Regions from separate parts of the Mus musculus genome. Here regions 1, 2, 4, 5, 6 and 7 are each linked to region 3. The links are chromatin contacts, called in public promoter capture Hi-C maps. All regions are on one chromosome and are shown on one strand. The core of a region is the stretch at or near the end of the contact, and the rest is flanking DNA. Distances in the headings are between cores, read along the strand shown.

Region 1 (3,291 bases), core at 719-3,218, 1.4 Mb before region 3:
CTTAAACAGCTGTAGCCACAAGGTTTCCCAAGCCTCTAGCCTAGAACTGGGATTGGTTATAGACTTTAACTACATTGTCCATTTTATATATCATGCATTACTTTAAAAAAAAAAACATGAAGCTTGTACTATTAAGGGGTGAAACAAAAATCACTACTTGCACTTCAGTTTCTATTTGAACTGTAAAGAGTAGTAGAGAACTCAGGAGAGAGTCTAGTTCTTAGCCCCTTCCAAGGTTTCCAAAGCTGTGATGGGAGAGGTGGTGGATGTCAAGTTGTTCTACTGTGAGGGTGTTCTGGGGACGTATGCTGAGTTGATTCTTGTGTTAGCATATGAGATAAAAGTGAATTGAGGGGTTGGAGAGAAAGCTCACTGAGTAACTTCTTGCTCTGCCAGCGTGACAATCTCAGTTTGAATGCCTACACACATACACACAGGTAAATGTAAAGACTTTTTTTTTTTTTTGAAATCTCCAGCAATTAACTGTTGCGTTGCACTTGAGCTGATAATTGAACCTACATGGTGGGAAGAGGAAGGGCCGGAGCTGTAGCTCAGGGAAAGAGTGTTTGCCTGACACTTCCAGAAGAATCGCAAAACAACAGCAATAACAATAACGATAAGGAAGAGACTAGGGGTTAACCTTGCCCAGCTTCTCTCAAGTTCTGAGGCTATAAGACTGGCCCTAAGAGTATTTGCATTGTGAAAACTATCAAATGTTTTAAATCGGTATTTATGACTTTTTCTAGTTGACTTAAGATTTAAGGATCTATGGCGATGTGTTAATGATGCAAATTAAAGGTGTAGCGTGTGCATTGCCATTCTGTCGTGACTAGCACAGCAACGCAGAAACGATCCCGAGGAACAAAGGCACTTCGTGAAAGGAGAAAGAAGACCAAAAAGCCTTGGCACGTTCAACTATACTAAATGTTGCTAGTGTACTAAATGGCAGGTCAGGTAAATGTGCATGAGTACAGTCAAAAATGAGAGAGAGAGACCTAACTGCTGATTACCAGCAGTGGAGCCGCAGAGCAAAAGACCGAGGTTGTTGAGGAATTGACAAAGTAGGCTCTGGGCTGTTATGTGGAAGCAGGGACACAGTAGCCAGAAGATGAGGCTGGACTCAAGAGGGCTTGTCTTTTTTAAATATGAGGCACTAAAACGTGAAAATATTGTTAGAGAAGGAGAGATGAAAGGCGCAGGAGAGGGTAAAGGAAACTTATGATTCAGAGCAGAACCGTTTGCTATGAGGCTTCAAACCACGTGGGAAATACTTCAATTCTAAGACCCAAGGAGCACAAGGAAACCATTGCTTAAGTCAGGACTTTACTACACCCAGGTGCGAACTGCCAATTAGGAGAGGACTACCAGCCAGTCTCAAACCAATAGCCCTGTGCTGGGATTCAGAGGGAGCCCTGCAAGTGGACACCCTTGTCCTGTGGTTTCCTCCAACTCCAAACCCGTATTCCCGTTCTCTTTACTAAATTTTATTTTTTTCAGCAAATGTGTCTTCACGATTTTGCTATTCCTCTTTACCTATACATCTTGATACTGAGGGACAAGACAGAAATCCTAAGCATGTACCCTTTAGAATGCTCCCTCCATCTCTAAATATTTTAGGGAGAAAAATCTAAAACCACATACTGCATTTAACAGGGTGGAGGAAACCCAATGCGAGAGGTGGGTTAGCAATATCCCCGAAGCTGCAGCTCCTGAGTTAGGGCGAGGCTGGAGTGGGGGTTGGTGAGGTAGAGGAAAGCTTTTCCATCACAGCAGAGCAACTGTGCCAGGAGAGGGGTTTGGGGAACAGAGCATGGAGAAGGATGGTAGCATACTAAGATCGTGAGTATTTAGCGTCTTTCAGCAGGCCAAGATCAAACCAGACACCAGAGCAGAAAGGAGCTGGGGAGGGAACATGTCCCTTGACTTGCCAATCTCTGTCGCTCTCCGCTGTTTCCTTGGTAACGACTTAGTCAGTCGGAAATGACTTAATAGCTCCTTCCCTAGCAACCTTCTTAGGCCCCGCCCCCAACCCTGACCATTCTCACTTTGATGTTTGTTCTGGTAGAAATCTCGCTCTCTTCCAGTCTCAGTGCCATAGAGGCAGAGGACTTGAGAAAGGAACTCAGAGAGATCTCGGGCATGTGACGGGCCTTGCTGAAGGCCTAAGTAACATGAGGTCTCAGACTAACGCTATTTCTAAATTTAAGCTCCTTAGCCTGACACGGGTTTTAAATAGAGGACTTCACAGAACCCGAAAGCACACTGCATATTTAATGCATGCTTTATTGACTTGAATGTTGAATATCCTGCACGCCGACATTACCTCAATGTCAGAGTGTAACAATGTAAAATGAAGAGTATTCAGACCTGCCCAGTTCTATGTTCTTGCATGGAACATAATTTGTGAGGAAGATGAACTTCTAGGAAAATATTTTCCTTACATACTAAATGCATTTTTACGGGGGGTGGGGGCGGAATCTCTGTAGGAAATTCGGTGACAAAGTGAATGTCAAGACCTTCAAAATTATCACAGTTTCCATAAACAGGGCCTTGGGCTTTGGTTCTCCTTCAAGACACTGTGGCCATGCGTAGAGAGAATACTTGTGTGTTGTATGGATGCATCACCTGTCAATTAAAAAGTCTGTGGCCTATGGCTTAGGCAGGAAATGGGAGGTGGAACATCCAGGAGGCAGAAAGGATTCTGGGATAGAGTCCCAAGGGAGAATAGCCCGGGAAGATGTGAGGAGACCGACTCATGGTGCCTGAGCATTGATAGCCAGCCATGTGGCAAAATGTAGGTTAAAATAATGGGTTTATGTCGATTATGTAAGTTATGATCTAGTCAGAGAAAACCCTGGCTTTATGGCCAAGGTATTTGTAAATATATTTTGAGTCTAAGTCTTATTCCTGGGAGCATGAAGCTGGGAGTCAGAACCAGCCACGTGTTAGCACACAGATAGGAGTAAATTTTTTTTTTTTCGAGACAGGGTTTCTCTGTGTAGTTTTGGCTGCCCTGGAACTCACTTTGTAAAAAAAAAAAAAAAAAAAAAAAAAAAAAAAAAAAAGGATTAATTTTCTTGTTTTTGTTTAAATTTTTTTTCCATAAGGGTTTTTTTTTTTTTTTTCCAAGGCAGGGTTTCTCCATGTAGTCCTGGCTGTCTTGGAACTGCAAGGGGAATTGGGGGCAGGGCACAGACCCTCTCCAGCGTTGCAGACTGGGTGTTTTAGGCAAGGGATTGTGGGCTGTGGTTAGGACTTTCCCTCAATCAGCCACAGTCGAGATTTTAACAT
Region 2 (3,353 bases), core at 748-3,247, 1.4 Mb after region 3:
CTGTACACTGAGGAATTGGTAGACATTCAGAGCACGCTTCCTCCTAATTTAATGTCACTTTCAGTTCAGGAATGATAAGGCTAATTACATAACCCATCCAATGGATACATATTGCATAAATGTTGCACATAAATCATTACTCAATAACTGAAAGTCAAGCACTCAGCAGGATTACTGCTATACTAATTCAGAAGACAAGGAGAAACAGCACATAAGATCTTCATCTGCCTCACACATTAGTAAGTTTTGTTTTTTTTTTAATCTGATGTGTGTACCGCATCAGAAGGTCTGTTCGTGACTGCACAGCATACAAAGGTGACGTCACCAAGTGTTGATGCTGCTCAGTGACACTAGGATAGAAAATGAGGGAAAATATACAATATTTATCTGAGACCGAGTTAATTTGCTTAATTAAGTTGCATCCATTTTGTGAATGACAAACCCCATTATTTGTGACTGAAAAAAAATTACATTGTGTCTATACCCATTTTCAATAGACATTCTTTTAGGATGGACACATAGTTTAGTCCTATAAATGAGATACCCGTGTGAACTGTGCTGTCAGTCTAAAAAAAAATCGCTTAAATAGTTACTACAATACATAGAGTTGATTTATAGTTGTCAATATTGAGGATGCTGCTTCAGATAAATATGTACCATATGAGCTGGCAAGATAGCTCAGTGTTGGTCTGGAGAGATGGAGTTGGTTAGCATATACACAGAAAATAATGTCATAATTTAATATATATATATATATATATATATATATATATATATATATATATATATTATATATATACATAGAATAGGAAAATCTAGGGAGACATTTACTGGAAAATTTAGTCCTAATCTCAAACCAAAATTCACTGATTGATTTTCTATGAAATTCAAATCAGCCACGGCAATTTTAAAATCCAAATACTCATAACAATTCAACCTAAAGATTATACTACTATAATGTTTATATAGAAGGGATAACTGTGGGAAATGTCTTTCTGCAATTAAATCATTATGCTCACGTGAGAGCAGAACACTTTGTACAGTAAAACCAGTGCGAATCACACCATACACGGGGAATCTGTGCCAAGGTGTTTCAGGCAGTGTTGGCTGGCCTCGTGTGACACCGAGGGCATGGCAGTACAAAGGGCACGGGTGTCCTCACAGCCACAGCTGCAGCGACGCGGTAGGATTCAGTGTAGGCAGCAGTAGTGAGAAACAACCTAGGTTGGCGCGGCTGGGTTCGGCAGCTTTTCACTGTTGCCATTTTTTTTCTTTTGACCCCACATTGTTACTCCATAGTTTAAGAAAGGTTTCTGTTGTTGTTTTCCTATTGAATTCACAGAACTGCGGGACAGCACGACAACGACTTTCGCAAAGTTGTATCTTAAACCTTTCTTTAAAAAAAAAAAAAAAAAGAATCTCAGTATGTAGCCCAAGCTGGCCTGGCAATGAACAGCATTAAACCAGGCTGTCCTGGAATCTAGGGTTCCACCTGCCTCTGTCTCCGTAATGCTATAATTAAAGGAATGTGTGTGTGTTAAAATATTTTCGCTATTTAAGAGGATACGGTGGAAATCTGGGGGTAATAAAACTGCTTTTTACAAACAAGTATCTTTATAGAGGAAATATAATTAGTCTTCTGTGACTAACTGGAAATGTGAAAATGTACCTTTCTCTTGGCTGCCCTTCACATCATTTGGCTGAAAACCCTGCTGCTCCCGTTTCCGGTGGGTTAGGGACCTAGGACAGCCTGCACGGGGCGGGCTCTGCAGCCAAGGGTCACCCCCTGATCCCCCGTCACTCGAGGGCCTTTCCTTTCTCCAACTTTCCAAGGTGCGCCCGCACCCATCGACCTAAAGCTTTGCATTACTGTCAGCCCGGGCTCTTTTCCCCAGCTTTTTCTTAAAGCAAAGGCGGTCGTTCCCTTTGGCACCGCCTCCCTGCCCTCAGGCTGCAGCCGGTCCGACTCTCGGGTCCCTTAGAGCGGCCCTGGTCCGTACTTCCCATCCTCTGCGACACCTCTCCTAGGGCCTTTCCCGTTTCTCCCAAACGTGCACCGCCCCCGCACTGCCTCGCAGCGCCTTCGTCACCGCAGATCCTAAGCGGCAGCCTCCCGTCCCTCTCGGGTGTCTCCGACGCGTCCCCCCCGCAGAGGGGCACGGAAACCCTACGTTCCGGTCGCCCGTCCAAGCAGCCGCTTTTACGACACTGCGCGACCGCAGTGCGCGGCTGACGGCAGAGCCGCGCTGCTCTTGGAGAGGTCACTCCGGAGACGGCGGAGCCTTTGGGGCGTGGGGGTCGGTGGCAGTAATGTGGCGCGTCTGTGCGCGGAGGGCGCGGAGTGCTGTGCCCAGGGATGGGTTCAGGGCTCGGTGGGCGGCCTTGAAGGAAGGCCCCGGGGCCCCATGCGGGAGCCCGCGGATTGGCCCCGCTGCGGTCCGTTGCGGTAGTGGGATCCCCCGCTATGGGGTCCGCTCCTTGTGCGGCTGGAGCTCCGGCTCCGGCACTGTCCCGCGTAACCGCTTGCTGCGACAACTCCTGGGGTCGCCCAGCCGCCGCTCTTACAGCCTCCCTCCGCATCAGAAGGTGAGTGACCCACCCTGGAGCCTGTTGTCCTTCAGAGCCCGCTCCTTGGCGTGGGGAATCCTCCTTGAGAGGCCTCCGACAGCCAGCTCCCTCCCAGATCTATTACGGTCCCTCGCCCAAGACCTTCCCAGTGGGCATCTTTTCTATTGAAAGAGGTCTAAGCCTGCGGCTATGGGCAAAAGGTCTGAGAAGTCTCACGTGCTTTCTCAGATCCACTAGACTGACTGGAGGATCAACCTGCCTCTGAAAGTCATGAATTTCTGGAGTGCTAGATCTCCCTTTGTATCTCCAGTGAACAGTTTGAAATGTGACTCAGTAAATACTCTGCATGAACTTGGGTGGAATGAAAGCACGCCGAGGGCTAAGTATGCCTGTTTAAATGTATGCTTCTTTTTCTGCAGGTTCCATTACCTTCCCTTTCCCCTACAATGCAGGCAGGCACCATAGCCCGCTGGGAAAAAAAAGAAGGGGAAAAAATCAGTGAGGGTGATCTAATTGCAGAGGTAAGTCTTAAAACACGCAGATTTTACCTAAGGGAGTGGCTTTGCTGAATAGACTAAAGCTTAGCCTTCTGGTAGGTAGTTTCCTCTTTCTCTTTAAGAAGCAGCTCCCCTCCCACCTCCCCATTTATTAGAGATGATTGGTTAGCTACGTTGTCAGCAGCTAGCTAAATTGTTTTTGAGATCACGGTGTAACTCTGGCTGGCCTGCAATGCTCAGAGATATCCCCCCCCACCCCCAATGTTACAATGTTAGCAATGCCTAGCT
Region 3 (3,131 bases), core at 235-2,734:
ATGCTCGGTCAACAATAGATTGCAGTGTCCAAGTATTCTTTTATCACATAAACCCTTGTTATCTTCGGCTTTTACATTTACATCATGCAAATCTTGGTGCCTCCGCACAGCCAACCGGGCATCTCCCTCACACCTCTTTTTACAAAATCTCAACTGTACTTTAAAAAAAAAAATTATAAACTTGACCTCTTAAAACACATTTCCAATGAATAACCACTCTTCTGGGGAGGGAGGAAAAAAAAACAAAACCACCCAGAATCCTGGCAACGTTTACAGAAACATCTGTGTAGGAACGGACTATTCAACTGAAATAACGCACTACTCCCTTTCAAACTTGGCTGGGCGATGGGAGTTTGGGAGCCCCGAAAGGCAGAAAAGCTGAGTTTCCTGGTGGGGTCTGCTCACTGTGCGCCAGGCGACTCCGCGGTGCGGGCAAGCCGGGGGGCCCGGAGGGCGCGGGCCGTGACTGCAGCCCCAGGTAAGGGCGGCCGGGAGCCCGGGCCTGGCCTCGCGGGCTTGCGCGGCGGGACCCGGCAACGCGACGGCCTTTCCGCGGCTCGCGCGTCCGCACGCTCTCTAGTAATCCAACACCCCGACTTTCAAACGGGAGGCCGGGGGAGAAGTTCTAGCCTCGCGGTCCCCGTCCCCGGGTTGCGAGAGAGCGTGCGACCTACGCTCCATGCGGCCCCCGAGGGCGCGCCGACCCGAGCCCCGGGCCCAGTCCACGGCGGCGGGAACCCGCACCGCCCGACGCACGGGGCGGCCAGGCCGACGGCGGACGGCGCGGCGGGAGACTCCGGGTAAGTGGCGTGGCTCAGCCGTTAACGACCACGGCGCCTCTAGGGCGGCCAGGCGCGAGTCCGTCTGTGAGGCGCGCCAGGCCCCGGGCCGCGGCGCCACAGCCCGGCAACTTCTGGCCGCCACCTCAGCGCCTCGGCGGGGAGAGCGGCCCCCGGGGCCTGGGACGGGGGAGCGCGCCGAGCAGGGCTTACCCCGAAAATGAGTGGCTCCTTCCCTGCCCGCCGCCGGCTGGCTGAGGCGCGGCTCGGCGGGGGCGTCGTGGCTGGCGGCGAACGAGCGGAGAGTCGGCGGTGCGAGCCCTGAGCCGCCTGAGAGAAGACGCGCCGCAGCCGCCGCAGACAGCTCGGCAATATGGCCGCCCGGCGCCTCCTCGGGGGGGAAGGCGGGGCCGCCCTGCGCCCCCTCCTCCCGCGGGCCGCCAGTGGCGGGGCGAGGCCGGGGCTCGAGCGCCAACCCCGCGAGCGTGTCTCCCGGCCGCCCCGGGCGGAATCGAGTGGGCCTCAGCCGGGGGTTGGGGGGAGAATACGCGCTGCGGGGCCTTCGCGAAGCTTTCCCCGCGGGACGAGGACGCCGCGGGCCAGCCCGAGTCCGAAGCCCGCAGTGAACGAAGCGGAGCCGCGCGGCCCGAAGCTCGCCGCGCGCCCGCCGCCTGCCCCCGCCCCGCGAGTGGAAACTTGAAACTCCCGCTGGTGCCAGGGAACTCACGGAGGGCGTTTCCAGCGCCCCCGAGGTGGAGCTGTTCCCGGGAGGAGGGGGGATCCCCTCGGCAGCCGCTCCAGGGTGCAGTTCGGTGCTAGGCTGCAGGATCCCGGGCTAGGAGAGGGAAGTGGGCCCAGTGTTTACAACAAAAAGAACATTAATGTGTGCAGGTTTTTAACCAGCTAGAAAGGCTGGTTGGTTTTAAATTTTGCAGTGTTTTTAACTTCCCTCAAAACGCCAGTGGGTATGACCCTATAATGCGATCAGGTTTTTTGTTCTTGTTGTTAGCAGGGATACTCCTTCCTTGGCGGTTAGAAGGAGTAGGCTGAGAAAGGAAAAAAAAAGTTGGAAGTAGGGCCCAAAGAGCAGCCAAACCTAAATTATTCTAGACTTGGAAAAAGTTACCAGTCTGACCATAGTCTCACTGTATCCACTCGCTAGAGAGAGAGACCGAGGCTGCGTTCTGGTGGGGTTACCTCGGTGCTGCCTGCCCTCAGTACTTTCTGCTGGGATTTAGAGTAACACTTGGTGCCACTTGTACACACAGCAATGGTTCAATCCTTACCTGCCTACCGCGTTCCGTTTACTCAATACCTCTTTCGTAAACGAACTGTCAATACAAATATAACGCGAATGTACGTAATTCTTACAGGACAAATACGCCATCTTTAGGGAAGCCTTAGACTTGCCTTTCCTGAGACAGTAGCTCTTCCAGGGACTCTGCAGATCCTTTCTCTGAGCTTCCTCCTCAGTGAGCTACCACCTTCACCCTCAAGAGACCTCACTAAACAATTAAAAAGCCCCCAGAGACTCCAGGTTAATCTCAGAAGTCTTTAGATTGCAAATTCCTCAAGGATGGGAACCAGCTGTGTGCTTTGTAGCCAAAACAGGTTTAGGTGGTTCTCTGAGACCACCAACTGAATACTTGTGGACCCTCTCCCCACGGGTGCAACAAAGATAGGGACAGTAAAAATGTCATGGGAGTCCCAAGTAGTACACTAATCAAACTAAAGTCGGAAGTCGGTGGTACACTTTGCAACTGAAAACGAAGCATTCATTCGTGGTCTTATGTTCAGAACAGTGAAGTGCTTTCACATGACTGCCTTGTTTAATGATTACAACAACCCTGGGCTCAAGGTAAAAGCTATTATTGGCATTAAAAGAAGCTAATGAATAAAGGGGAGCTTCAAAAAAGTTAGTTGTCAGTATAACCTGGCTAGGAAATGGCAGAGCCATGGCCAACCCCAAAGGCATGTTTGACTCAAAAGTCTGAATCTAAGAGCTCTGATCTTATCCTATGTCCTGCAGTAGCAGATGCAACCCAAGTTGTAGCATTTCAGTTGCCATCATATTCGTAAATATTTAAGTAAAAGATAGTATTCAAGCTGCTAAGATAAAAAGGGTACTCTCAAACATTGTGGATGGGAAAATGGAAACAGAGACAAATATTTAAAAAGCAGTTTGGTGGGAGAGTCAGTCGTTCAGAGGGTCCACAGCTCAGAACACATCTGAAGAAAATACTCTGGAATAGACTAAAAACTCCATCACAGTAATACCTATTAGATACAAAATCAAAGAGGAAACACACATACCGTTGCTTTATTTTGATCTTCACATCAGATATTAGCACT
Region 4 (3,523 bases), core at 833-3,332, 1.6 Mb before region 3:
ATTAAAGGTGTTCACCACCATGCCCAGCACAGATGGCTCAGTGGGTGAAGGACCTTGCTACCAATCCTGTCACCTGAGTTTGATCCCAGGGCCCTATGTTATGAAGAGAGAGCGTCTACTCCAGCGAGTGTTCTGACCTCCACATTCACGCTGTGGGACATTCATCCCTCCTTTGCCAATTACATTCCAAAACAAACAGACAAGCCAAAACTACCCCAACAAAACAAAAACCATGTTGAAGATGTGTAGGCTTCTTATAGAAGCCCATCCCAAAGCTTTGCCAATCACCCAAGACATTTTGATATAGTGAGTATCTTAATGAGGAAGGCACACCCCCACCATGCAAGGAAACGGTAGGCTTCATAGTGAAGAGATAGCTTAGTATACTTGCCTAGATTATATGAAGACCTGGGATCAATACCCACCTCTGTTGCCAGCAATCTAAAGGTGGACATTGGAGGAGTAGAACTTCAAGGTCATCTTTGACTACCTAGTGGGATTGAGTGCATCCTAGGCTACATGAGACTCTAACTTGAAAAACAAAACAAAAGTGGGGCTTATGGTTCAGCAGTTAAAAATACTATCAGCTCTTAGAAAGGACCTGGGTTCAGCTCTCAGAACACAACAGACAGTTCCCAACTACCTACAACTTCAGTTTTAGGAGTTTTGACGCCCTCTACTGTCCTCTTCAGGCGCCTGTATGCACTTGGTGCAGATACACAAAGGTGCATATACACATACACACACTTTACCCCAAAAGGGTCTGGGAAGATGATTCAGTGTGCAAAGTGTTTGCATCACAAGAAAGCGTTTAGAGCATCATCCATGTAAAGAGCTAGGCGTGGTGGCCCTTGATTGTAGCCCCAGTTCCATGGATGGGTGGATAGGGTTGAAGGAGTAGAGATGGTGGCTTATTAGCCAGCCATTCTAGTGCAAGGAGAGATAGACCCTGTCTCACAAAACAAACAAAAACAAAACAAAACAAAAAACACCAAACAAAAAGCAGCAGAGAGTCTCAGAGGGAGTTATCTGAGGTTTACCCTTGGCCTACACAGGAGTGCACACAATTACATGAAACAAGTCGACTTGAAGTAAATTGTTCAATTTGTATGTTGTGCCTTTTGTTTTACATCAAGGAAAATTAATGTCACAAGCAGAAAGATCTGCTATCCCCAACTGAAGATTCAAAGTCAGCAAATGGCCTGGCATAGTGCTTTTAATACCAGCACTAGGGAGGCAAAGACAGAAAGATCTCTGTGAGCTCAAGACCATCCTGGTCTACATAGTGAATTCCAGGATAGCCAGAGCTACACCGTGGGACCCTATCTAAAAACTAACCAAACAAAACCTAAGCAAAACAATCCTCCAACTAGCCTTAGCAATGGGTTACACAAATGTGAGAATTATCATGTAATATCAGTTAATGCACTGTTTCTGTTTTGTTTTAATTATTTGGAGACAGGGTCTCCGTCTGTAGTTTTAGTTGTTCAGGGACTCGCTATGTGGACCAGGCTGGCGTCGAACTCATAGAGATCCACCTGCCTCTTTCCTGAGTGTGTCCCATCACACCCAGCCTGCGGGGAGTTTCTTTGAAAGTTGATGTAATCTTATTATTACTCAGTGAAGTTTAGATAGTAATATGTATTTTACTTAGCATCCTACAGAAAAACAACTTCAACATTCTTTTAACGTAAGAAATTGGTTTATTTGTATTATAAATGAATATAATGGGAATTGCTGGAAACATTTACCAACATCCTTTGTCTGGGTAATACAGTCACCTGATCAGGCACGGCAAAGTGAATGGAAAGTCTCGGACTGCACGAAAACTACAGGCATCTGGAGGCAGAAACAACTGGCATCAACAATCAACAGTTTAGCGTGCACCACCTAGGTGTCAAGCCACGTGGTCATTAGTCCTTTTTTTTTTTTTTTTTTTTTTTTTTTTTTGGTCCAGGAGAGCCTCAGCTCAGTCCTCGGGCCAAGCGCCAGGCCCCGCCCTCTGGCTACGGGCCAATCGCCGCCAAGCGCAGCGATCTTGGACTGCTATTGGAGGAGAGGGTCGGGGCGGTGCCCGCCACGACGTCGCAAGCTCTGCGGTGGGGAAGTGGAGGCCGCGGCGCGTCTCTCTGCCCTTGACAGCCTTTCGCGTCTCCATGGCTGCCCTGGTGGCTCTGCACGGCGTCGTCCGCAGGCCTCTGCTTCGCGGGCTGCTGCAGGTGAGCAGGGTCGATTCCGGGGGTGGGCCGGGATCGGGGAGCCCACCAGCCGCCCGCGAGGTCCGTCCTCGTGGGCCACAGCGCTCAGCACCAGCGCCTTGGGGATCGAGTGCCTGCGCCGTCGTGTGTCAGTCCACCTGTCAGTCTGTGCTACTGTCACGCTCCGCATCAGCTGTGCAGCAAAGCTTGGGCCTGACCAGGCGCGATCCCAGACTGCAGAGAGCTGAGTCTCTCTGTAGGCCCAGGAGTTTCTAAGACGTTTTTGTGACCTTGTGATTTCCTTTTCCTTGTTTTTTTGTTTGATTGGTTTGAGTTTTGGGGTTTGGTTTGTATTTTGTTCCACTGGTTTTTCTGTGGAACCCTTGCTGCCCTGGAACGCTCTCTCTCTCTCTCTCTCTCTCTCTCTCTCTCTCTCTCTCTCTCAAGATCAGGCTGGCTTCGAGCTCATTGGTCTTCCTCCACCTGCAGAGTGCTGGGATTAAAGGCATGAACCACCACCTGGCTAATCATTGGTTTAATTAATTGTCTTAATCAGAGCTCAGGCACTATATGGCAATCAGAAGATTGTCTTAAAACTAACAAGATGGCTACTGAGACAGTACAAGAAATAATTTTTATTTGAAGTGAGTGCCTCGCTTCTGATGGTTGTGTTCGGCGAACACTTTGTACTTTCCAAAGGTGACATTCTAGACTTTGTCGGTCAGTCTTTAAGAGTCTGGAGTTAGGTTTGCGTGGTTTTGTTTCTGAGAAAATCAGGGTTCGCCGAAACGGGTAGTTCTGGCAATAGGAGCTGAAAGAGAGCATTGCTCTGCAAGAGATTGTGAAAGAATAATTGAGGGCCCGAGGCTTGGAGCTGGAAGCTGAGGGCAAACAAACTATAAAATGAATCTTACTTGAGTTGCTGCTCGGGCAAGAGGAGCTTGAGATCAAGGATTTCAACCCACGTGGGCAATTTGGAGATACCCAGTCTCCGAAAGATAAAAAAACAATAAGTACTGGGTGACTGCAGTAATAGGAAAGCCAGAGGGATAGTCTATTTTCTCATCTGGAGATGGGCAGAACCTCACTCGTAAAATAAGTGTTCCCGGGGCTGGAGAGATGGCTCTGTGGTTAAGAGCACTGACTGTTCTTCCAAAGGTCCTGAGTTCAATTCCCAGCAACCACATGGTGCCTCACAACCATCTGTAAAAAAAGGAATCTGATGCCTTCTTCTGGTGTGTCTGAAGACAGCTACAGTGTACTCATATGCATAAAAAAAAAAAAGTGTTCCCAAGAAAGACTCGTGTGCCTTTTTCCTTCTGACC
Region 5 (3,185 bases), core at 522-3,021, 1.5 Mb after region 3:
AGAGGAAAAGGAGAATGAGAGGGCCTGCTCCTGGCTCAGCCTACAACAAGAAAGCAAGATGCAGAACGGAATGTAAGATGGCCAGGATTGGCTTCCTCCTCCTCCTCTTCCTCCTCCTCCTCTTCTTCTTCCTCCTCCTCTTCCTCCTCTTCTTCTTCCTTCTCCTCCTTTCCTTCCTGTGTGCATAGCACCAGAGAGTAGGCCACACTTATCTGGGCAAGCAAGACTCCATTATGCCTGAAAATGTTATTTTAACAGTTGGGAATTCCTTTCTCTTGGAGAAAAACTAGATGGGAGGGGAAAGGCAGGGTCTCTTTTCCGTTATATGTAGAAAGACATTTACAATTCTTCCACTACTTGGTCTTCAGTCAATATTTCCAATACACTCTCCTCCGTTTTGCATGCACCCCAAGGTAGCCAAGAATTTGTCACTGTGCATTAAGCAAGCTACGTTTCCACATTTCCTTTGCTTAAACTCTTTCCTCTTGGGATTTTCTATTTACCCATCTGTTGGACTCCTTAAAACCCATCTCAGACTAATTTGCTCTTGGAAGCTTTCTTTTACTCTCTGACACAGAAATGGTAATTTTTCACTTGACATATTATTTGTTGGACTGCCCCCATTAAACTGAATTTTCAGATAACAGGGACCATTTTGTTGTTCTGAAGTACATGTGTCTAATACTTAAAGCATCTGGGATTAAGGTCTTAACTGTGGTGGTAATGCAGGCCCTTAATCCGAGCATTTGTGAGGCAGAGGGGCAGAGGCAGGTGAGTTCCAAGCCAGTCTGGTCTACAGACCAAGTTCCAGGACAGCCAAAGATACTTGGGTAAACATTTTTTTTAATTTAGTTTTTAAAATTTAATTAATGGATGGGTGATGTGGGGGCTGCCTTGCCAAAGGTGTCCATTTGAATTATGTATAGGATTTTATCCTTTTGAGACGGACCTTGAGCTTGTCACCCTCCTGCTTCAGCCTCAGTGCTGGGATCACTGATATATGCCATCTCTGACTGACAACATTTAATAGAAGCTAACCTTCTGAGACAAATATCTAAACACAGAACCAGCAAATGTTGCACAAGAGCGGTTGGGATTACACTGGAATACCTTTCCATTTCAAAAACTCTGAAAGCCAGGAATCTAAAACCAGGAACAGCGTATTCCTTCTGAGGGCTCTGAACGGTGAATCTGTTTTCTGGCTGTCTCTGGTTTGAGGAAGTCTCTTTGTATGACATTCTCTCACTTGGATATTGAGATGTCAAAATTTTCCTTTATTTTCCACTTAAGCTAGTGTTTTACTATGTTGCCTAGAACAGATCGGGACTCCTAAAATCAATGCCCCAGCTTCAGCCTGCAGGGTAACTCTAATGACAGTGCATTGCCATCCTTAGCTGGGGTTTCTTTTTGGTTAAGGACACTTTCAATGTGGTACCGGGCTGGAGAACATCTGATAAGGGCACCCAGACATTGGATTTGTCAAACCCAGGACTGTCAAAAATGAAGCGAAAGAAGAAGACACAAACTAACCTGGCAATTTAAAAATCCAGGCCTCTGGCTTCTCACCCACCCACTGGCCCCAGGTATTTCTGACTGCCTAGCGAAGACTGAACAGCAGGGGGCGCTAGTGTTTGCCTCCAAGTCGGCCGAAGGGTGCCGCGAGTCGAAACCACTCCCAGGAGTGCTTTCGGCAGGGAGGGCCGAGTTTGCACTGCGCAGCCGCGGGGGCGGGACTGGCCTCGGTCCCGGAAGCCGGAACCGCTAGCTTGTGAGTCTTCGGTCCGAAGACCATGAGCGCGGCGGGTGACCTTCGTCGCCGCGCGCGACTGTCGCGCCTCGTGTCCTTCAGCGCGAGCCACCGGCTGCACAGGTGGGGTGTGCCCACGTGTGTCACCGCACGCGCGGGTCTTGTCCCGCTATGTCCCTGGGGGGCGTGGCCACGCGCGTGGGTTAGAGCCGAGCTGGGGCGGGCCGAAGAGGAAATGGTGAAGGTGCGGAGCTGCACTACCGGCACTCACCCGGGAGAGGGCGGTATAGCTCCGATCCCGGAGGATCCACTCTGGAGAGTTTCCCTCCAGAGGTTGCCCACATCCAGAGGTACAATGACAGGAGCATGGGCTACCGGGTGCAACCCAAGGTAGTTTTCATCCCCCTTTTACCAAAAAAGTAAAACCAGCCTTGATACTTTCCAAAGGAGCAACACAGTCGGGAATTGAATCCCAGAGAAACAAGACCGCACCTGAGAGTTGGTTTCAAAGGGAGCTTCGTTACTCACTTGAAGGTTTGCTCTTTGGATCTGCATGTCATCATCAGAGAACGGCCTTTTCTAACAACAGGGTTGTCATAGGGAACAGCTGACACTTGTCATCCCTCTACCCCCACCCCTCCGTGTGGTCAAGTTGGGTACAGTGAGAATTTTCTTCAAAAGTCTTGTGAGCTGTACTGCTCTAAGTGCGCAGTAGGAGAGAGTGAAGGGGATAAGAAAGAGTTTAAAGAATTTAAATAAAAAGTTGTGTTTGTGTGTGCTTGTGTGCTGTGTGCACAGCTTGCACGAAAGAGTCTGTGGAAGCCAAAAGAGGATTCCTTGAAACTGGAGTTACAGGCTTCTGAGCTGTCACGTGGGTGGGCTGGGACCTGAACCCTGGTCTTCTGCAGTAGCAGTAAGCACTCTTAACTGCTAAGCCATCCTTCCGGCCTCTCAAAAGGGATTTTTATAATAGGAAGCTTACACACAAGGTTAGTAAGGATGCACAGATAAGTTGACTGATACAGATTCATTAAGCTAATTGTTTTCTGTCTGGAATGACAGCCATGTGTAGTAAGTTTAAAGTTTCACCTGACTTGAGTGTCCTGGAACACATTGGTAAGGTTTCCACTAGGCAACTGCTGAGGCAGAGGAGGGCAAGATTGTGAAAAGAAGAGCCTGAGGTCATTATTTGTCAGGAGGAATGACGTTTTTAAGCCGCTGGAGGATATGTATGTCTTCGTGCTTATCACTGCTCCTTGCTTCATCTCTTATCCCATAGCTAATACTCAGGGCTTGTTGAATTGGAAGGTGGAGCCGGGATGTAGCACAGTAGGTAGAGTGCTTGACTACACAGTGCCTGCTTACATAGATCTCAGGACTTGGGAGGTGGAGGCAAGAGGGTCAGAAGTTGGAAGTCGTGCTAAGTTACCTAGTGAGT
Region 6 (3,379 bases), core at 876-3,375, 1.7 Mb before region 3:
CTACAGTGTACTTACATATAATAAATAAATAAATCTTAAAAAAAAAGAAGAGGAGGAAAAGAAGGAGGAAGATGAAAAGGTGGAAGACGAGGAGGAGGAGGTAGAGGAAGAAGAGGAGGAGGAGGAGAAAAAGAAAAACAGACAAAAAGGTTGCCATGCTCTCACAGAAAGAAATTATCTTTACCCAAAAATGCCACTCCTCTGTCTCAGAGGATAGAACCGTCACTTGGTTACCCTTAAACGGAGGGGTCCTGAGAGGTCAGAGGTGAGAATGATGAGAACAGGTAGGTTGAATCTGATAATTAGGGGGTCTCATGCACAGTTATCTGAAACAATTGTTTCATGAGAGTCTGCGGCATAGAAAGTGTATGAAGGTTTGTTAAAGATAGTCTTGTGGACAAGAAATGAGGGAGGAGGGCTCTTTTGAATACGTGAAAAGGAACAAGATGGTGGAAGCAAAGAAACATCACCGAGGGGGTTCTGATTAATTAGCTTTAGGACTGAGAACACTCAAATATGGTTGTAGGCAGAGGAGTAGAAACTAATAGTAGAGCCAGGTGGTGGTGGTGGTGGTGGTGCACTCTTTTAAGCCCAGCGCTAGGGATGCAGAGGCAGGCGGATCTTTGTGAGTTCGAGACCAATCTGGTTGACAACACTAGTTCTAGGATAGCCAGGGGTACATAAAAAACCCTGTCTCAACAAAACAAAAATAATAAATAAATAAACAGGAAGGAGGGAGGAAGAAAGAGGGGGAAGGAAGGAAGGAAGGAAAGTAGGAAGGAAGGAAGGAAGGAAGGAAGGAAGGAAGGAAGGAAGGAAGGAAGAACAATTGTAGAAGGGAGACAAGATACATACCACATAAAATAAAGATTGACTAATTGCAGACAGGGGCCTAAAGATGCATGGCAGAGGAAAGAAGAGTTCTCTGAAAGTCACGCTTCTTCCTCCAAAACAAAGAAAGGAATTAAGGATGAGTGTGATAGTTAGATGTTGCAAGAAAAGAATGAAATGGTTGGCAAGAAATTTGCACAGTCCTAGCTGTCCTGGAACTCACTCTGTAGACCAGGCTGGTCTTGAACTGAGAAATCCATCTGCCTCTGTCCTCTGTGTAGCTGACACAGAGAGTTACAGGATATAATCTTAAACTTCTGATCCTCGAGCCCCATGTGGTGGAATAATAACCGTGGGCCACCATATTTGTTTTATGCGGAGTTGGGGACTAAACCCAGGGTTTCATGTTGCTAGGCAACTCTACCACCTGGGGGCTACATCCCAGTCCAGAAGAGAACACAGTAAGGTCTCACCAACATTTAAATTACGCTTCGTTTATTAGGTCTTTGGTCATACGCAAGCAGAGGGCAGCTATAGACCGAGAATAATGATGACTCGTATGAGCTTCTCAACATTTTAAGTTTTTCCCAGGCTGAAGGGCCCCAACGAGCATAGGGCTAGAACCATCCTGAAAACGCTGTGGCAAACAGCAACAGGCAATCCTTAACAGAAACTATCAGAACTAGTTCTGCAAATTTGTTTTCTTCAGAGGAAACTGTCAACTGGAATCTTCTGAGAACCCGGACACCACGAATCCACATACAGAAGCCTGACTGACTTTCAAAACTAGGGTCTTAGTCTGAAGAGAGCCTTCGCAGATGCGTGAGAGAAAATGACTCTCACTTCCCATTGGCTGACCTTTCTGGAGTTTAGCCCTTGAGTACATTTTCATTGGTTGCTATTGCTGTCACATCCTTTCGCCACACCCATTCCTTGTCCATTTCCAGCAAGATCTGCACTAGAATACGCTAAGGTCGTCTAGAGTTCTGCTACTTCCCTATCCCCTCAGCCGACGCTCTCGCCGCGCCCCTCTAGTTAGAGGCCCCGCCCCCGCACGACCAATGACCCGCCTCTACAACGTCAGTTCCCTCCCCTTACAGCTGGGGCCCGGCCCCCTGCCCGACGCAGCTGCTCTGCAAGTTAGGTTCCCGCCCCCAACTCACGATCACACCCCTACCTACGGTCCCTTCCAAACTCGTGGCCCCGCCCTCACTCTCAAGCCCCACCCCAATCAGACCAAGTCCACGCCCCCTGCCCGCGGCCCCGCCCCTCCTTCCCCAGAGGGCGGCTACCAGGCGGCGGCCGCAGCCGCAGGAAGATGCTGGAAGCGGGCGGGCGCGCGCCGCGTAGGTGCTGAAGGGACAGTTCCTTAGGCAGAACTTGCTCCTGAGCGCACGGGGCACGTAGGCGATGGAGACTATTTGGATCTATCAGTTCCGCCTTATTGTGATCGGAGACTCCACGGTGGGCAAGTCGTGCCTTCTGCACCGCTTCACCCAGGGCCGCTTCCCAGGGCTGCACTCCCCCGCCTGCGACCCCACAGTCGGCGTGGACTTCTTCTCGCGCCTGCTGGAGATTGAGCCGGGCAAGAGGATCAAGCTGCAGCTCTGGGACACGGCGGGGCAGGAGCGCTTCAGGTAGGGAGGCACCCGCCACAGGCTCTCGAAAGTGCTAGCGCTCGGTGCTCGCTTCCCCTTCGCCCCTCCCCTTCCAGGGGCGACTTCCTCCTCCGCAGTTTCTTCTTTCTTTAGTGCGGATTTCCTGCGCCCCCTTTCTGTCTCCTTTCCTGTCCGAATCAGGGTCGCCGGTCTTTCCCAGCTCTGTCTGCTCCTCTTGGCCGTTTGGGTCCCTTTGGCTCCACCGCTGCCTTCTCCCCAAACTCGACTTCGCTCGCCGTTCACACACACCCTGCCTCAGCCACCCTCCTCCTAGCACCTCCTCCAAGCCTTGACCAAGCCTCTTTCAGGCCCGGGAAATATGCCAAGTGGGGTTCCCAGGTCTGTGAAAAATCTTTAGTTCTCAGCAAGCAGAATTCCAGACGGGGTTCCAGCCCTCGGAACGGTTCACAGAGAGATGCATGCGGTAATGGTTTAAACATCTGAAAGCACCGAGTGTGGTCATCAGAAAATTCTGGGCCATGACCCTCGGGAGTAGGTCTTGGAAAACAACTAAATGCAACATCGGAGTCACTGAGACAACTAAGGGTGTGTGTTTGCATTTATAGGGTGAAGTTTCCTTTAAAAGTTTGTCACCTTTGACGCTTTGGTGTGAAAAAGATAATACTGAGGGTTGTCTGCAACCCTTCCTTTATTTCACTGATGGATTCGTAACATTCTGTATGTGACAACAGAAGAAAGCACTTTTCTAAATGGGGAGAGAGTCAGTCTCAAGTAAATAGTCTCATTCTGGTTGTTTACTGGGGAACCTGAAAGATTGTATAAAGTCGACTGGCCTTACAGAAAAAAAGTAAATGAAACTGAATTCCTTGGATAGTTGAGATTAAATCACATTTAAAGCGTATTTCCAGTTTTTGAGATCGAAGAGTACT
Region 7 (3,236 bases), core at 597-3,096, 1.5 Mb before region 3:
AAGAGGTTCAATTTTTAGATGCTTCAGCAATATTTGCAACCCGAGTATACATGAATTGCAAGTAGAGTATGAGGAAAGGCATCACAATTCCAAAACAGAATGGGAGGCATGCTGGAATTCATGGCACTGAAAGCAGAATCTGAACAACAAAGATGATTTTAAGGATGAAAAGCAACAACTTGAGTTTCTAGGCATCAAGAGAATAAGTTACCTTGTTAGTGGGGCAGAAACATAATTATTCCAATTAGAAAGGCCCTGTCATTTCCTTAAGGTTTTCTTAACAAGGCAGGACTTTCTCTTCAGGGGATATGCTGACAGTATATAAAGCCCCTCCCCACCCCCTTTCTTACATGAAGGAATGACATCCTACTTGTATCTAATGAAATCAGGGTTGCTATTAAGCATCCCATAAAATCTGAGGAAAGAAAACATGGAAAAATCCTCATAAAAATTATCCACTTTTCAATGTTCATACTACCAAACTCCAAAAGCCACTTTTGAGGCTATGATCATGGAATTTTATATGGATCACAAGACTGCTAAAAGTCGCAGTTCTTACCTAAACAATACGTATAGGTGGGGAGAAAAAAAATCATGTGAGTCTACTTTTAACCAATTTTGTATGAGCCTAATTTTAAAATTACAAGAAAGCTAAGTTTAAAAATCACAGGTATAAATTTAACTATCCAAGTCTGATGAAGATGAAAACATTCAAAACACTAGTTTTTGTATTTAAGTTTCTCAAAAAATGGACAGTAGAATCGTACAGAGCCTCTTAAATAAGTCCTGCCTAATGTGCAATTTTTATTTTTTGGACAGGGCTGGGCACAAAGCAAATGTTCGTAACGGCTGTGGAAACTATGGAATGAGTCCTCATACTTCGACCACTTTCTTTTAGAGATGTCCCAAATAACGTTTCAAAGTCACTGTCCAGTTTTGAGCCTAAGAGGCTCTTGTTCCCTACAGAACAATCCCTTTTATTCTTTCACAGGACAAACAACGAAAACAGTCTTTTCCAGAGACAGTATCTCCCGACCAACCAGTGGTCTATGAACAAACCCTTTTCGAAAATGGAGGAAAACGAGGGCTAGAACGTGTGCAACCAGAAGTCAGTCGTCGTACCTCCTAAATATTTGCTCAAGAACACGACACGCTGCCGTTCTGAAATATGCAATTGGCGTTTCAAGCCACTATGGTGGGCCAGGGGTGTGGGGCCCTCCCTGTGTCCCAAATTCCCAGTGCTAAGGTCGGGTTATGGGTAAGGGCGTCGGAAAGTCTTTCCACAAGGCTGGGCGGCCGGGGAAGCGGGGGTCCCCCCGCCTTTTCCTTTATCAGTCCCGGCTCTTGACAAGGGAAAGGGTAGGGGACACGCAGCCTCGTCCATCACGCAGGCGACACTCCTTCAGGTGTCCCAGCGGGCCTGGCTGTGCCTCGGAATCCAGGCCCCAGGTGTTCCCCGCCGAGCTTCTTTCTCCCTTCGGCTGCCCCCATCGCGCAGCAGGAGGAGAAGGGACATCCCTACACCGAGGAGCTTCGACTGTCCCAAGGCGCCGAGGGACCGAGCCTCTCCGCTAGTCTGAACTTGGACGGGAGCAGACCACTCCTCAGAGCTTCCCCACCCCGAGCAGCCCTCCCCCTCAGCCCCTGGTCTTTCCGTCCCCTCAGCCCGGGTCCGATCACCCGCCCTCCCAGGCCGCCGCTTACCCAATACCAGCCTGGCTACATCCGAGGGTAACAGCATGATCCGAGCTGCACAGGGAGCGGCCTGAAGGGACGAGACTCAACTCAAAGCAAACACGGCGACAGCCCCGGCGCCGCCGCATCTCCCGGTTCCACTGGAGGTGCTGAACCCGCGGCAATTTGTCCCGCCTCTTTCGTGCCACACTAACCAATCGCTTCCGCGGGAGACAGAAAGGCGCCGAAATGAAACCCGCCTCCGTTCTCCTCGGAACCGTCGTCATTTCCGTCTGCGGAGGGTTGTGGCCAGAGAGGACCTGGTGGCCGGCTGTGGGAGCGTCGGCCCCTGGGCGGAGTTGCGGGAGCGAGGGCAATCGCCATTGGTGCGCACTGCGCAGGCGCGTTTCCTCAGGCCGGGAGACTGTTTTGAGGGGAGCGAGTGTTTTGAGTTGGAGAGCGCGTGATGCCTACGCGCAAGCGCAGTCGTGCGGCGGCGCATGCCGACTTCTTCCTTTGGGGCACCCGTGCCTTACCAACTTGCTGCTTTATAGAGCCGGAAGCGGGAAGGCGTGCGTACAGAACCAGCTGCTAGATCCGTGCACGCGGGAAAAGGCGAAGCGACCTGGGTTTGCATTGGCAGGCAGAATGCAGCGGTAGGAGCGAGGGACGAACGCTCGGGGACTTCTGTGAGGGGAAAATTCTCTTCTGAGCCCATCTTTCCTCAGCTTCCGAATGGCTCTTACCCCTTCTCTGCAGAACGGCCGTCATCTTCTCCCTCTTTCTGCAGACCCTAGATGGAGTGAGCCTAAATCTTCCCTTCTGCACGTCCCTCTTTCCTATCTGTCATCTTAAGGGTTCTGGTCGATCTAGATTTTTTAAATCTCATACTTTAGTCTCAGAGCGTTTATTTATATTTAAGCTACAGGTTTGCACATGTTCGTAGTTAAGAGCACTGGCCCTTGGAAATCACAGTCTCGTATTCTCATTGTCAGTTGTATTGCCTGTGTTGTCTGTAGTAGGTAAGTGGCAGCCACTCTGAGCCTTTGAAAATGTTTAACCTGCGCTCCTTCCCCGGTCCCACCCCCGCCACCTGGCACAGATAAGTAGACAGCTACTTTTTCAAAGCGACAATGTGATAGGAAAAACTGTGTTAGCCGAGGAAGGACTGGTTCTGTGGAAACTGAGCCTGAAAGAATCGACTTTGCTGCTAGATCTTGCCGGGTGTAAATTCTTCTGCAAGATGGTAGCGAAGCTTTCAGACAGAAGGAAGTGCATGGAAAGGCACAAAGTGTAACGAGCTCTTGTTATTGAGTGATACAGATTTTGCAAGTTTCCAGTGTATTGAAGCCAGAGGAAGGGATGAGAGCAAGAAGAGGAGGAAAAAAACAGTCATCAAATAGATTTATAAAGCGATCGTAAGAGAAGACAGTAACAGGATGACAGTTATACTGAATATTTGCTGTGTGTGTGTGTGTGTGTGAGAGAGAGAGAGAGAGAGAGAGAAAGAGAGAGAGAGAGAGAGAGAAAGAGTGAGATAGTAAGAGAGAGAAAGAGAAAGT

Evidence for each region. Promoter capture Hi-C pulls out the DNA fragments that hold promoters and counts their contacts. Capture Hi-C pulls out chosen DNA fragments and counts their contacts.
Region 1: a contact with region 3 is called in a promoter capture Hi-C map of hippocampal neurons, with 9 times the contacts expected there. The contact joins the promoter of 4930550C14Rik here to the promoter of Rdx in region 3. A contact is called at or near these places in 15 of 39 promoter capture datasets (the 3T3-L1 cell line, 3T3-L1-derived adipocytes, the C10 cell line and 10 more), 2 of 115 datasets of contacts at active chromatin or transcription factors (embryonic stem cells and epiblast stem cells) and 1 of 9 other capture datasets (embryonic stem cells).
Region 2: a contact with region 3 is called in a promoter capture Hi-C map of liver, with 6 times the contacts expected there. The contact joins the promoter of Dlat here to the promoter of Rdx in region 3. A contact is called at or near these places in 7 of 39 promoter capture datasets (the C10 cell line, cranial neural crest, hippocampal neurons and 3 more) and 1 of 484 Hi-C or Micro-C datasets (CD4 T cells).
Region 4: a promoter capture Hi-C map of liver shows a contact between it and region 3, with 6 times the contacts expected there. The contact joins the promoter of Acat1 here to the promoter of Rdx in region 3. A contact is called at or near these places in 6 of 39 promoter capture datasets (cranial neural crest, frontonasal cranial neural crest, hippocampal neurons and 2 more) and 2 of 484 Hi-C or Micro-C datasets (B cells and CD4 T cells).
Region 5: a promoter capture Hi-C map of pre-B cells shows a contact between it and region 3, with 4 times the contacts expected there. The contact joins the promoter of Pts here to the promoter of Rdx in region 3. A contact is called at or near these places in 3 of 39 promoter capture datasets (liver and pre-B cells) and 1 of 484 Hi-C or Micro-C datasets (CD4 T cells).
Region 6: a contact with region 3 is called in a promoter capture Hi-C map of pancreatic islet, with 24 times the contacts expected there. The contact joins the promoter of Rab39 here to the promoter of Rdx in region 3. A contact is called at or near these places in 3 of 39 promoter capture datasets (the C10 cell line, hippocampal neurons and pre-B cells), 1 of 115 datasets of contacts at active chromatin or transcription factors (astrocytes) and 1 of 9 other capture datasets (pancreatic islet).
Region 7: a promoter capture Hi-C map of pre-B cells shows a contact between it and region 3, with 7 times the contacts expected there. The contact joins the promoter of Npat here to the promoter of Rdx in region 3. A contact is called at or near these places in 14 of 39 promoter capture datasets (the 3T3-L1 cell line, 3T3-L1-derived adipocytes, the C10 cell line and 9 more), 1 of 484 Hi-C or Micro-C datasets (CD4 T cells) and 9 of 115 datasets of contacts at active chromatin or transcription factors (astrocytes, embryonic midbrain, embryonic stem cells and 4 more).

The regions. Positions count from the first base shown.
Region 1 is chr9:53,403,963-53,407,253 of GRCm38.p6, reverse strand. 4930550C14Rik (RIKEN cDNA 4930550C14 gene) reads right to left here and starts at 1,968. Exons shown (of 9, transcript NM_001376944.1): 1 at 1,642-1,968.
Region 2 is chr9:50,658,424-50,661,776 of GRCm38.p6, reverse strand. Dlat (dihydrolipoamide S-acetyltransferase (E2 component of pyruvate dehydrogenase complex)) reads left to right here and starts at 1,997. Exons shown (of 14, transcript NM_145614.4): 1 at 1,997-2,586; 2 at 2,988-3,089. The coding sequence starts at 2,311.
Region 3 is chr9:52,046,294-52,049,424 of GRCm38.p6, reverse strand. Rdx (radixin) reads right to left here and starts at 1,484. Exons shown (of 14, transcript NM_009041.3): 1 at 993-1,484. It also overlaps the pseudogene Gm6981.
Region 4 is chr9:53,608,909-53,612,431 of GRCm38.p6, reverse strand. It overlaps Acat1 (acetyl-Coenzyme A acetyltransferase 1), which reads left to right and starts at 2,082. Exons shown (of 12, transcript NM_144784.3): 1 at 2,082-2,219. The coding sequence starts at 2,157.
Region 5 is chr9:50,527,242-50,530,426 of GRCm38.p6, reverse strand. Pts (6-pyruvoyl-tetrahydropterin synthase) reads left to right here and starts at 1,771. Exons shown (of 6, transcript NM_011220.3): 1 at 1,771-1,870. The coding sequence starts at 1,791.
Region 6 is chr9:53,704,978-53,708,356 of GRCm38.p6, reverse strand. Rab39 (RAB39, member RAS oncogene family) reads left to right here and starts at 2,125. Exons shown (of 2, transcript NM_175562.3): 1 at 2,125-2,468. The coding sequence starts at 2,242.
Region 7 is chr9:53,535,657-53,538,892 of GRCm38.p6, reverse strand. It overlaps Npat (nuclear protein in the AT region), which reads right to left and starts at 1,846. Exons shown (of 18, transcript NM_001081152.1): 1 at 1,705-1,846. The coding sequence starts at 1,741. It overlaps Atm (ataxia telangiectasia mutated), which reads left to right and starts at 2,222. Exons shown (of 63, transcript NM_007499.3): 1 at 2,222-2,330.